Linked DNA regions of Sus scrofa: region 1 is linked to region 2. A link is a contact called in public HiChIP or PLAC-seq data. All regions are on one chromosome and are shown on one strand. The core of a region is the stretch at or near the end of the contact, and the rest is flanking DNA. Distances in the headings are between cores, read along the strand shown.

What was found. HiChIP or PLAC-seq counts read pairs in DNA pulled down with a chosen protein or histone mark.
Region 1: an H3K27ac HiChIP or PLAC-seq map of skeletal muscle shows a contact between it and region 2. The contact joins two enhancer-like sites. A contact is called at or near these places in 3 of 47 Hi-C or Micro-C datasets (alveolar macrophages, embryonic fibroblasts and retroperitoneal adipose tissue) and 2 of 2 datasets of contacts at active chromatin or transcription factors (alveolar macrophages and skeletal muscle).

The regions. Positions count from the first base shown.
Region 1 is chr14:56,451,183-56,456,407 of Sscrofa11.1, forward strand. No RefSeq gene overlaps it. Among named protein-coding and RNA genes, the nearest start is that of IRF2BP2, 92 kb to the right of the region's middle. Within about 2 kb of position 1,734, at least 76 of the 83 cell types and tissues checked have an H3K27ac peak or open chromatin away from gene starts, as enhancers often do. A contact at or near this core is called in alveolar macrophages, retroperitoneal adipose tissue and skeletal muscle, where this site is marked.
Region 2 is chr14:56,338,616-56,343,289 of Sscrofa11.1, forward strand. No RefSeq gene overlaps it. Among named protein-coding and RNA genes, the nearest start is that of IRF2BP2, 200 kb to the right of the region's middle. Within about 2 kb of position 2,471, at least 28 of the 83 cell types and tissues checked have an H3K27ac peak or open chromatin away from gene starts, as enhancers often do. A contact at or near this core is called in alveolar macrophages, retroperitoneal adipose tissue and skeletal muscle, where this site is marked.

The sequences.
Region 1 (5,225 bases), core at 484-2,983, 110 kb after region 2:
CCAGCCAGGTCCTGCATGGGGTGGCAACTGCAAAATCCATGGCACCCTGGCCCCCATCAGGGCCACTCTCCTGATTCTGAGTCACCAGTTAAGGCTAGGGGACAGGAGTTGCCCTTGTGGCTCAGCAGATTAAGAATCTGACTAGTATCCATGAGGGCACAAGTTTGATCCCCGGCCTTGTTCAGCAGGTGGAGAATCTCTGGTGTTGCCGTGAGGGGCGATGTAGGTTGCAGATGCAGCTCGGATCTGGCATTGCTGCATGGTGCTGTGGGTCGGCGGATGGAGCTCCGATTCGACCCCTAGCCTGGGAACTTCCATATGCTGCATGTGCAGCCCTGAAAAATAAAGGGAGAGGGGGGCTGCTGCGGTCCTCCTGCTGACTTCTCCCCTGATGCACCCTTGGCTCTTTCCTCCCTGACACCACCACTTCCAGCCCAGGACGGGGCAGTGAGCACGCACACTCCTGAGGGGCCATGACCCCTCTCAGAGGGCCCGCGTGGTCCATCAGAAGGAAACGTTTCACAGTGAGGCCGCTGCGGGCCTGGGAGAGCAGTCCCTGCCAGAGCCTGGCCTTCCTCCAACAAAACGGCCCGGTTCGCCCCTGCTGCAGAAACTTCTAGAACGAGAAGAGGCCCTTCCCAGCATCCTGCTGCACCCAGGGCTAGGAGTGTCAATTTATACAGTGAGGGGAGCCAGCAACCCAGACCCCGCTTCTACGTCACCTGCCAGCTCTCGGTCTGGAGACTTGCCTGTGGTCACCATGTGTCACCTCCCAGGAGATGTTCCACTTTCCAAGCAGGTGAGACAGGAACCCTGTTAAAAATAGCTGGCTGGACTCTTCACAGAGTCCCCCTTATAAAGCAAAACCACTGGCGCTCCTCCGTCCCTGGCCTCAGGTTCCCTCTGGGACTGGGTGGGCCTGGTTCCCGCTGCACTGAACCATCACCACCACCACCTCCCCCTGCCAGTACGCTCTGGTGTGGCACCCCAGCACAGTCCAGCCAGGAGTCACCGCTTGTCTGTGTCCCAGCCGCCCACAGGGCCCTTGGGCTGTGGCCACTGAGCAGCTTTTGCTCCCTGGGTTCACCTCGGTGACCGGGGGCCGCTGGGACGGTCCACACCCTCTCCCTGCCTTCCTGCTCCCTTTAGTGTTTGGCGGGCCAGGCTTTCTGGAGCTTTCTCAGAACTGTGGATGCATTCCCAGTGGAAATCATGACATTTTCCGTTTCACATTACGCACTCCACAATGCCTCAGGAAAAGAGAGAGAGAAAGAGAAGGAAAACAAGGCCTGGGAGCCAGCCCCTCTCTGTCAACAGCCGGGCCAGGCCCTCTCTGTTTATCCTGGAGTCACCTCCCGGAGCTTGACAGCCAGCGCTCCGTGTTTGCTCCTTCCGTCGGAGGACTGATGAATAGGTGACCTGCCTTTTCTATCTGCTCCTCTGCTCCCGTGGCACCTCTGGGCCCAGGCATGCCTCTCGACTTTGTTGTGTGTGGCTTTTTTTTTTTTTTTGAAACTTTACTTTCGACTGCCATGGTAACTGCTGCATGTTTGGCAAAGGGAAAGAGGAAAGAAAAAAAAAAAAAAAAAAAAAAAAGCTGGGAGAGAAGAAAAGGAGCTCTCAGCGCGGGGCTGGCGGCCGTCCAGGGTAATCATGCCGCAGAGCTGAAATGAGGCCTCTGGCGGGCAGCCAAGTTACAAAGAACAAAGCTGTCAGTTCCTAATGTTGACGGCAAAGCCTGCTTGGCACCCTTATATGGTTTCCCAGAACCCCCTGCCTTGGCCGCCATCCATTCCCTTCAGGGCAGCAAACAGGATTAGCCCAGCGCCGAGTTGTTTTTCTCCCTCTCCTCCAACTGTTCCAATGACATCATCCCCGCTGCATTCATTTGCCAGCAGGGTGGTTTTTCTCCCTCTCTCTCCACCTCCCGCCCTCCCTCGCTCCCTCCATCTCTCTCTCACACACACCTCCACTCCCACTTCCTTCCTGTGGCCGCTCCCCGCGCCTCTGCCTCGCTTTAAACGCAATGTTTTAGGTCATTCCCCTTGTCCGGCATCCCTGCAAAATTAAAAATGCCCTGGTGCTCGTACATTTCGCTGAATCAAGCCAGACGTTGTATTTTATTTTTATAACTGAATTCCTGTGAGATAAAAATCTCATTTTCCTTAGCAGGCTGTAATCAGCACTCGCAGGGCTGTGGTTTCCAACTGCCTCGTCTTGTGCTTCCTTATGAAGCTCCGCTGAGAAATGAATTTGGCTCCCATTCAGGTTTAAAGGGCCCGAGGCCGGTCATATGTTGCTCGTTCACACACACACACACACACACACACACACACACAAAATGTGTGCACAAAGACCATTGCACACGTGCGAGCACCTGCACACACACCCACAGCCACGCAAACAAAGGGTACAGAGATACCCACTGAGACAGACGGACACGCAATCAGCACCCAGGGTCACTCTTTTCCTTGCAAGCAGGAGACCAGGTGAGTAAGTAGAAGCCAAGAGCGTCTCCCCCGCCCCTCCCCCAAGGCTGGTTTCAACCAGCAGGCAGGCAAGCATTATGCAACTAACGGCTGGGTTCATGAAAGGAATGGAGGTTCTCCGACTGCACAAATGGGCCCCCGCCCCCCCACCTCACTCTGATTCATGAACTAGTTTTCAGATTCATGAATCACTCGGGAGCCAGCAAGAGAAAAATGAGTAGTATTGATCTCATGGCGATGGAAATGGACTCATTTATGGCCGTGCTGGGTGCGGACAGCTTTCCACCAGCAGACACTCGTCAGCGTCCAAGGGCTGCAGGAGGTGCCTCCACCTGGAGGGGGCAGGGATGCTTGAGGGCTTCTGAGGAGGCTCCCCTCCTCTGATTGTTTAATGGACATAGAGAGACCTACTGGGACATGGACTGTGGCTAGACGCCTCTGTTCTCCTTGGGTCGGTCAGTGGCCCTCTTTTGAGTATTTGCCACCTTTTTTCCTTTTTTTTGGTCCACTTTGAATGAAATCTTTTAAGAGGCATCTCAGAGCAAATTCTTTTCTGGATTTCTGGTGACTTCTCAAGGACTACCTAAAATAGAAATTCACCTTCTACTAGGTGAATTTAAGTTCAAGTTCAACTAGGATGTCTTGGGGTTTGCTTCTTTTGCAGCTTTAAGGCAAAGAGGTAGCTTTGACACTTTTCAGCCCCTTGCACGTTCTTCAGCAGAGAAGCCCTGGGGATACAGACTCTCTAGATTTGGAGTGATCCCATTTATGTCAGGAAAGGCCATCCTCCCACTGGACGAGTGTCATCATACAGATGGGGCTCCGGGATTTCACAAAATCATTCTTTTCCTGCCCAAATGGAGTGATGGTGCTCTGGACTGACTTGGGGAGGTGGGCACTGAGCTGGGGTCTGGTGGCATCACAGACAGGGCCCTCCAGTCCCTGGCAGGTTTGTGAAAGGGGACACTGCTTTCCAAATACTTTCGTTGGGCCCCTTGAGTTTCAACTCAACCACTTTCTCTCTTGACACATGCCCCTCAGCCCAGTCCTGCTCAGCTTGTTGGACTCACCTTCAGGGGTGGGGAAAGCTTCCTTTCCTCTCTAAAACGCTGCAGTTGAGACTGTCATGGGTAAGCAGATCATGATGGCGATTGGCTCTGATTTGCAGCTTTGAAATGGGATTTTGTGTGGTTTTCTGTTCCCAGGTCTCTCCAACCACCCCCACCCTCCCAGCTCTGGGAGATTTAAAACAACCAATTGGACATAGACTTTTCAGAAACTGAACAAATGTTGGCAGCCAACCACCAGAAAAGGATTCGATCCTGAGCTGCATCATTTTGGATCAGGGGTTTGGAAATTAGATTCTCGCCCATTGACTTCAGATGGACAGTCGCGCCATCCAATGCATTTAACTTGGCAGGGATTCTGCGTTGTGACCTTGCCCTCATTTATTTCTGCAGTGCCCAGAGAAAGCGGGAGCAGCCCCGAGAAGGCCGAAGAAGATGCATTTGTATGAATTTCAATAAGCTGTGGGTGCAGAGGTGGCAAGGGCGGCTTGGCATTTCATGAGGTCCGTGAGAAGGTGCCTTTCAGCTCTGAGCAGCCCCAGCTTTCTTGTGCTGAACCTGCAGCTAACTGGAGTCTCAGGCCTGCCGGGACACTGCGGGTTAAAATCACTCCCATGAATGTGCTGGCTGGCCTCGGAGCAAGCGGGGATAGTGGGTTGGCTCATGTTTTGCATTAACTCGTTGGCTTTTTTTCCACTGCAGCCTCACATTCTCTGATAAACTTGAGTTGCTAGGAAAGCTTTATGTAACACCCACTGGCCTCGGCTCCTCAGAGCAGCAAGTGTTCTGTTTCCAGAATTCCCCATAAACCTGGCAGCACATCAAAACCTCTGTTTCATAACAGACCAGAAATAGGATTTTCTAATAACATTCTGAGCACTGGACGGATGGTGCAGGGGTCTGGACTTTGATAAATCATTAATAGTTCACTAAACAGAGACCCCCATGATGCCCAGCCTGCTACCTCTGGGGCAACGGTGGGAGGTAGGGTCGGAAGAAGCCTGCGGTCTCTACATCCATGATCTGTTGGCTAGTGACCTGTGGTCCCTTGCAGAGAATTTGCTAAATAATCTCAAACATATTGAGGATCTTACTCATGTTTAAAAAAAAAAAGAGAAGGTGGGGGGGGACTACCTTCCTCCTGCTCCTTCCTTCATTCATGAAGAATGTGGTTTCCTTTTATTTTGTTGCCAGGCAGGCTGACAGTTACAGATTTAACCCCCAGCTTTCCCCTGGGAGAGGGCAGAACTCTCTTCAATGGACACACCTAGTGTGGGGATTCAAGGATCCTCGTGCAGTAGACGAATGGCACATTTAAGCCTCAACCCCGTGGGTCATGGGCTGACGAGACAAAGAAGCGGGGTGGCCCCGCCCTCCCCCTGACACCCATGTGTTGCCACCCCTCCCAGTCCGGTCCTGGTTTAGATTATGACAAGGGATGGGAGTTCCCTCCAAAGGGCCATTTGCAGCCTATTTAGATGTCACTCGGGAAAATTCTTCCCGGAGGTCCCAACTACATCTCCTTTTGTTCCACTGTATCTGTCCGTGCCTTCCTTCCCGCTCTGCCCTCCATGCACTGTCAGCATGTGGACATCATTGCTGAACAAAAGAAGCTCCAGGTATGGCAGGACTGTTGAGACTCACCTTTGGGGAGAAGTCAGTGTGACTC
Region 2 (4,674 bases), core at 1,221-3,720:
CTCCCCCACTCCTCTTCTTTTGTTCAGTTCCTTGGTGCATTGTGCAAGTTCCCTGGCTTAACAGGTGTTTGCTTTTTGGCGGCTCTCTCACTTCTTCCTGGTACAGGTCCTCCCTCCCCTCCCCACCTGCAAGAGACTCGAGGCCTTGAAGTTGATAAACCCTGTCAAATATATTTGCATAAATTCTTCTTTTTGTCTTTCAAGCTACAAGACCTAGATTTTGCTTTGTCTTAATGGGCTTGATCACATGTTGTATAGAATGCTGCTTGCTTGCTTGCTTCTGAGTGGTACTGGGTCCTCAGGGCCTGCATACATAACCAACAACATAATTCATAGAATCTAGTGAAAAATAGAACTGCAGGGATCCTTGCTCAATAGTTATTAAAATTTTCAAGTGAGTGACAGCAGAGCATTGGACCAAGAGCTTGCCTCCATGAAATCTGTTATTTCTACATAAATAAATTCTTATGACTAAGCCTAGGCATGATCTGTGACTTAGCCTTCATTTGTTTCTTAGCTATTTTTAACTTGCAAACCAAGATTATTCTATCTCTCTCAGTGCTTTGAAATCTTCCACTGACCTCTGGTTTCTGTTGTTGCTATCAAAAAGTCTGCTGTCAGAGCTTCCTGGTGGCTCAGTGGGTTAAGGATCTTTGTCATTGCTGTGGTGTGGGTTCCATCCCTGGCCCTGGAACTTCCCCATGCCGTGGGTACAGCCCCCCCCGAAAGTCTCCTGTCAGGTTAACTCTTGTTTCTGTTGTCAAACTATTTTCCCCACTGATTTATTTTGCCTTTGGCAGTTTTTTCTTACAATGTATCTATTTTTATGTATCTTGTTTTGACCTAATTTTGCTTCCTGGATCTGATTTTCATCCCATTTTAGAAAATTCCCAGCCACTACCTTTTAAAATATTACCTCTTGCCCTGTTTTTTTTCTCTCTGGAGGTCCAGTGTGGTAGATGCTAGAACTTTTCATGTCTTCTTTTCATTTTTAAAACCACTTTATCTTTGGGTGCTGCACTCTAGGTAATCTCCTTCCAAATAATTTTCTGGATCTCCAATTCTCTCTTCAGCTGTCTCATCTGATCTTTAAACCCACTGGCTGAGCTTTTTCTTTTAATGATACACATTTCATTTCTAGACTTATATTTAGTCTTTTTTTCAAATATATTTGGTCTTTGAAAAAGAGTCTGATAGTATTATTCATAATTTTGACTTCTCCTTTTGCATTTTAATTATCTTGACCATATTTTTTTTTCTTGATAGTTTCATTATCTGATGTTCTTGGGGAGCCTGTGGTTCAATATCCATGTCGCCTATTGTGTGTGTTACTTTGGTTCTGTGTGGACTCTTGCTCTTGTCTCCTAAAGCATTTTAAAGCATTTTATAGTTTTTGACTGTGAGCTCCTAATTTTAAAAAATGCTCACTCTCAGGATCTTGTGTGGCCGAGGTTGAGGATCTGTTTCTATAGAGAAGTTTTTCAATTTCTTTAGCAACTTCCCCTATGATATTATGAGATTAGAACTCTTTTTATGTTACTTAATTGATTTCTAGACCATGCAGGTGAATACATTTAAATTCAAACCTGTGTGAAGTGTGGCCTGTGGTTATGAAACTCAAGGTGACTTTTTTTCCCTGCCAGAGCTCCAAGTGCCCAGACAGCCAAAGTGTCAGCACCTGCCCTGCTGTTCAGCCTGCTCTGGTCTCAGGGATTTCCTTTGCTGATCTCAGCTGTGCTATTAAAACTGTGTTTGTTATTTTTGTAGGCATATCTAGGTATTTTGTGGCCGGAGGTTTTTCAGATTCTCCTTTATGATATTGCTACAAATGATAGTTCCTGTCATTCTGCATTTCTGAGCTCAGAAAAAGCCTTCTCACTATGGATTACATATTTTGAGATCTCTTTCGATGTTAGAAACATCTTTTGGAGGAGGCCAGGAGCCCTGACTAAATTCATGGCAGTTCTGTTGTGCTGATCAGAAAGTACTCCTCCTTTTTATATATGGCTGTTAGTTAGATGAGACTTTGATTTTGTTCTGCAAAAGAAAACAGCTAATGTACTCTTTGCTAAAAATGACTGGCGTGCACAAATGGCTGGATTTATTTAGAAGGAACATGTGAGATGTTTAAACAGATCTTGGGAATTTGAGGACGCTGGGAGGGTTGCTCAGCACTGAAGGGAAAACAGAGGGAGAAAGGCATTTCACATCCCTGGGCCACGCTTGTGCTCTAGCTTCAAAAAATGCAAGGATTTCTCTCTGTGCTTCCTTCCTTTTGTCATTGAATTTTCTGCCCCTTAATGATCTGCTTTACAGAAAATGAGAAAGTCTTTGCCCAAAGAAGCTCCAGAGAAGTGAAGTCAGATTACTGTAAAAGGCTTTGCGGCTGAGTCAGCAGGGAGGGCAGCTGGAGATCATTTCCTGTCTCAGCCTGGAGAAGGGCGCTACCCAGGAAAGGGATGTCTGAGCTGGAAGGACTCTAGTTGGTTCCTGAACCTCTCCAGGGACCTGCAAGGCTCACTGCATGGACTGTTCTGATAGCCAGACAGGAAAAATATAGCCCTGCGGACCAGGAAGGAAATTCATTCATTTGTTCATTCATTCATCACTCTTACTTCCTATTAAAGTGAGGGGGGGTGTCTGGGGAATTTAGGCAGGAAACTTTCAATATGAATAGATATATGCACTTAACTTTTGTTGTTGTTGTTGCGTGTTTTGCTTTTACTATTTTTAGAAACATTTATCGAAGTACAGTTAATTTTTTTATTGTTGCTTTTTGGTTTGAAAACCTTATTTGCTCTGAAGGCAAAACACTTAATGATGCTCAGTGGTTTTGTTGTTACTATTCTGTGAATGTGTTTTTTAGAAAAAAAGATGGTTCAGTGGCATGGCCTTTGCCAATGAGGGAATTCTGGGCCTATTCGTTCATTCATTTTTTTCCATTCAAATAGTATTTATCCAGCATTATGCTATGTAAGGCTTTGTACTAGTGCTTTTGGTCTAAAAAGGCAAATTATAAATGGTCCCTGCCCTTGGGAATCTCAAAGTCTAATGCCTTGAAAAGAGGCCAGGGAGTTCCCTTTGTTCCTCAGCAGGTTGACTCGTATCCATGAGGTTGTGGGTTTGATCTTCGCCTCACTCAGTGGGTTAAGTATCCAGCGTTTTGTGTAGGTCACAGATGCAGCTTGGATCCTGCATTCCTGTGCATGCACAGAAAAGGCTAAATGAGACCAAATTACTCTTCAAATAATCTAAGCAGAGATTCACAACGAATAGTTCCATAGCTTTTATTATTATTATTATTATTATGGTGATAAAGGAGACATAACATAACAACCGTTTTAGCCATTTTTCAGGGACGTTTTCATTCACGTTATTGTGCAACTACCATCACCATCCATTTCTAGAACTTTGTCATCTTCCCAAACTGAAACTCTGTCCCCATGAGACACCAGCTCTCCCTTCTCATCCTGGCAACCACCATGCTGCTTTCTGTCTCTCTGAGCTGGACTCCTCGAGTTACCCCTACAAGTGGAATCATGCCACATGGGTCCTTTTGTGCCTGGTGCATCCATAACTTTTTTAATCGAAGGAAACAGGCTTTACAGAAACAAAAACCTCAGCCTTGTCCCTGACTGATTCACCACTTGACTGGGCCCAGGGTAAGACAGTCAACTTTTCCTAATGCCCTCAGCTCTACAATAGCTCAACTGCTTTATAATCTTTTTTTTTGGAAAAGTCCATCCCAGTGCGTGATATTAATCAGTTCATGTCTGCTGACATTTTTATAGTGCTTAGGAGGCTGCCGCTCCCTGGAGACTCCACACAGCATCCCTCCATGGGTGGCGGCACAGTGAGGTCAGAAGCTCACAGGTGGGCCAGCACCTTGGCTCTGCAGAAAGCCTGCTGCTTCCATAGGCTGCACGTTTCCCAGGGCTTTGAGTAGAGAGCCCCACTGTTCCCAAAGCCCAGCTGCCTGCCAGAAACCCAGGCCCTGCGGATGTCCCTGCCCTGCCCTCCTCCCCCTCATTGACGTGAACTCTGAGCCGGGCTGTTTAGCATCTTTCCTCTGGAGCCAATCAGACACCTGCCAAAGAGCGCCATCTTTTGTGTCCCTTGCTATATTTGAGATCTTTCATGCATTGGGAGTCCTCAGTGGGGTTAGAGAAAGACCTGAAGTCAGGAGGAGGACTGGGTCAAGTTTCCAATTGTATTTCTGGGGCAGTTGGATGTGAAGTGACATGTGTAATTTACAGTGGGCATGGTTTGATGCCATTTTCTTGGGGTTACTTTTTTTGCATATTCTTTTCCACAATGGTTCATCCCAGGATATTGAATATAGTTCCCTGTGCTCTGCAGTAGGATTTTGTGGTCTATCCGTTCTCTATATAATAGTTTGCATCTGCTCATCCCAACCTCCTGCTCCACCCCTCCCGCAATGGGGTCTGATATTTTTTTTTTTTTTTTTTTTTTTTTTTTTTTTGTCTTTTTGCTATTTCTTTGGGCCGCTCCCGCGGCATATGGAGGTTTCCAGGCTAGGGGTCGAATCAGAGCTGTAGCCACTGGCCTAGGCCAGAGCCACAGCAACTCGGGATCCGAGCCGCATCTGCAACCTACACCACAGCTCACGGCAACACCGGATCCTTAACCCACTGAGCAAGGGCAGGGACTGAA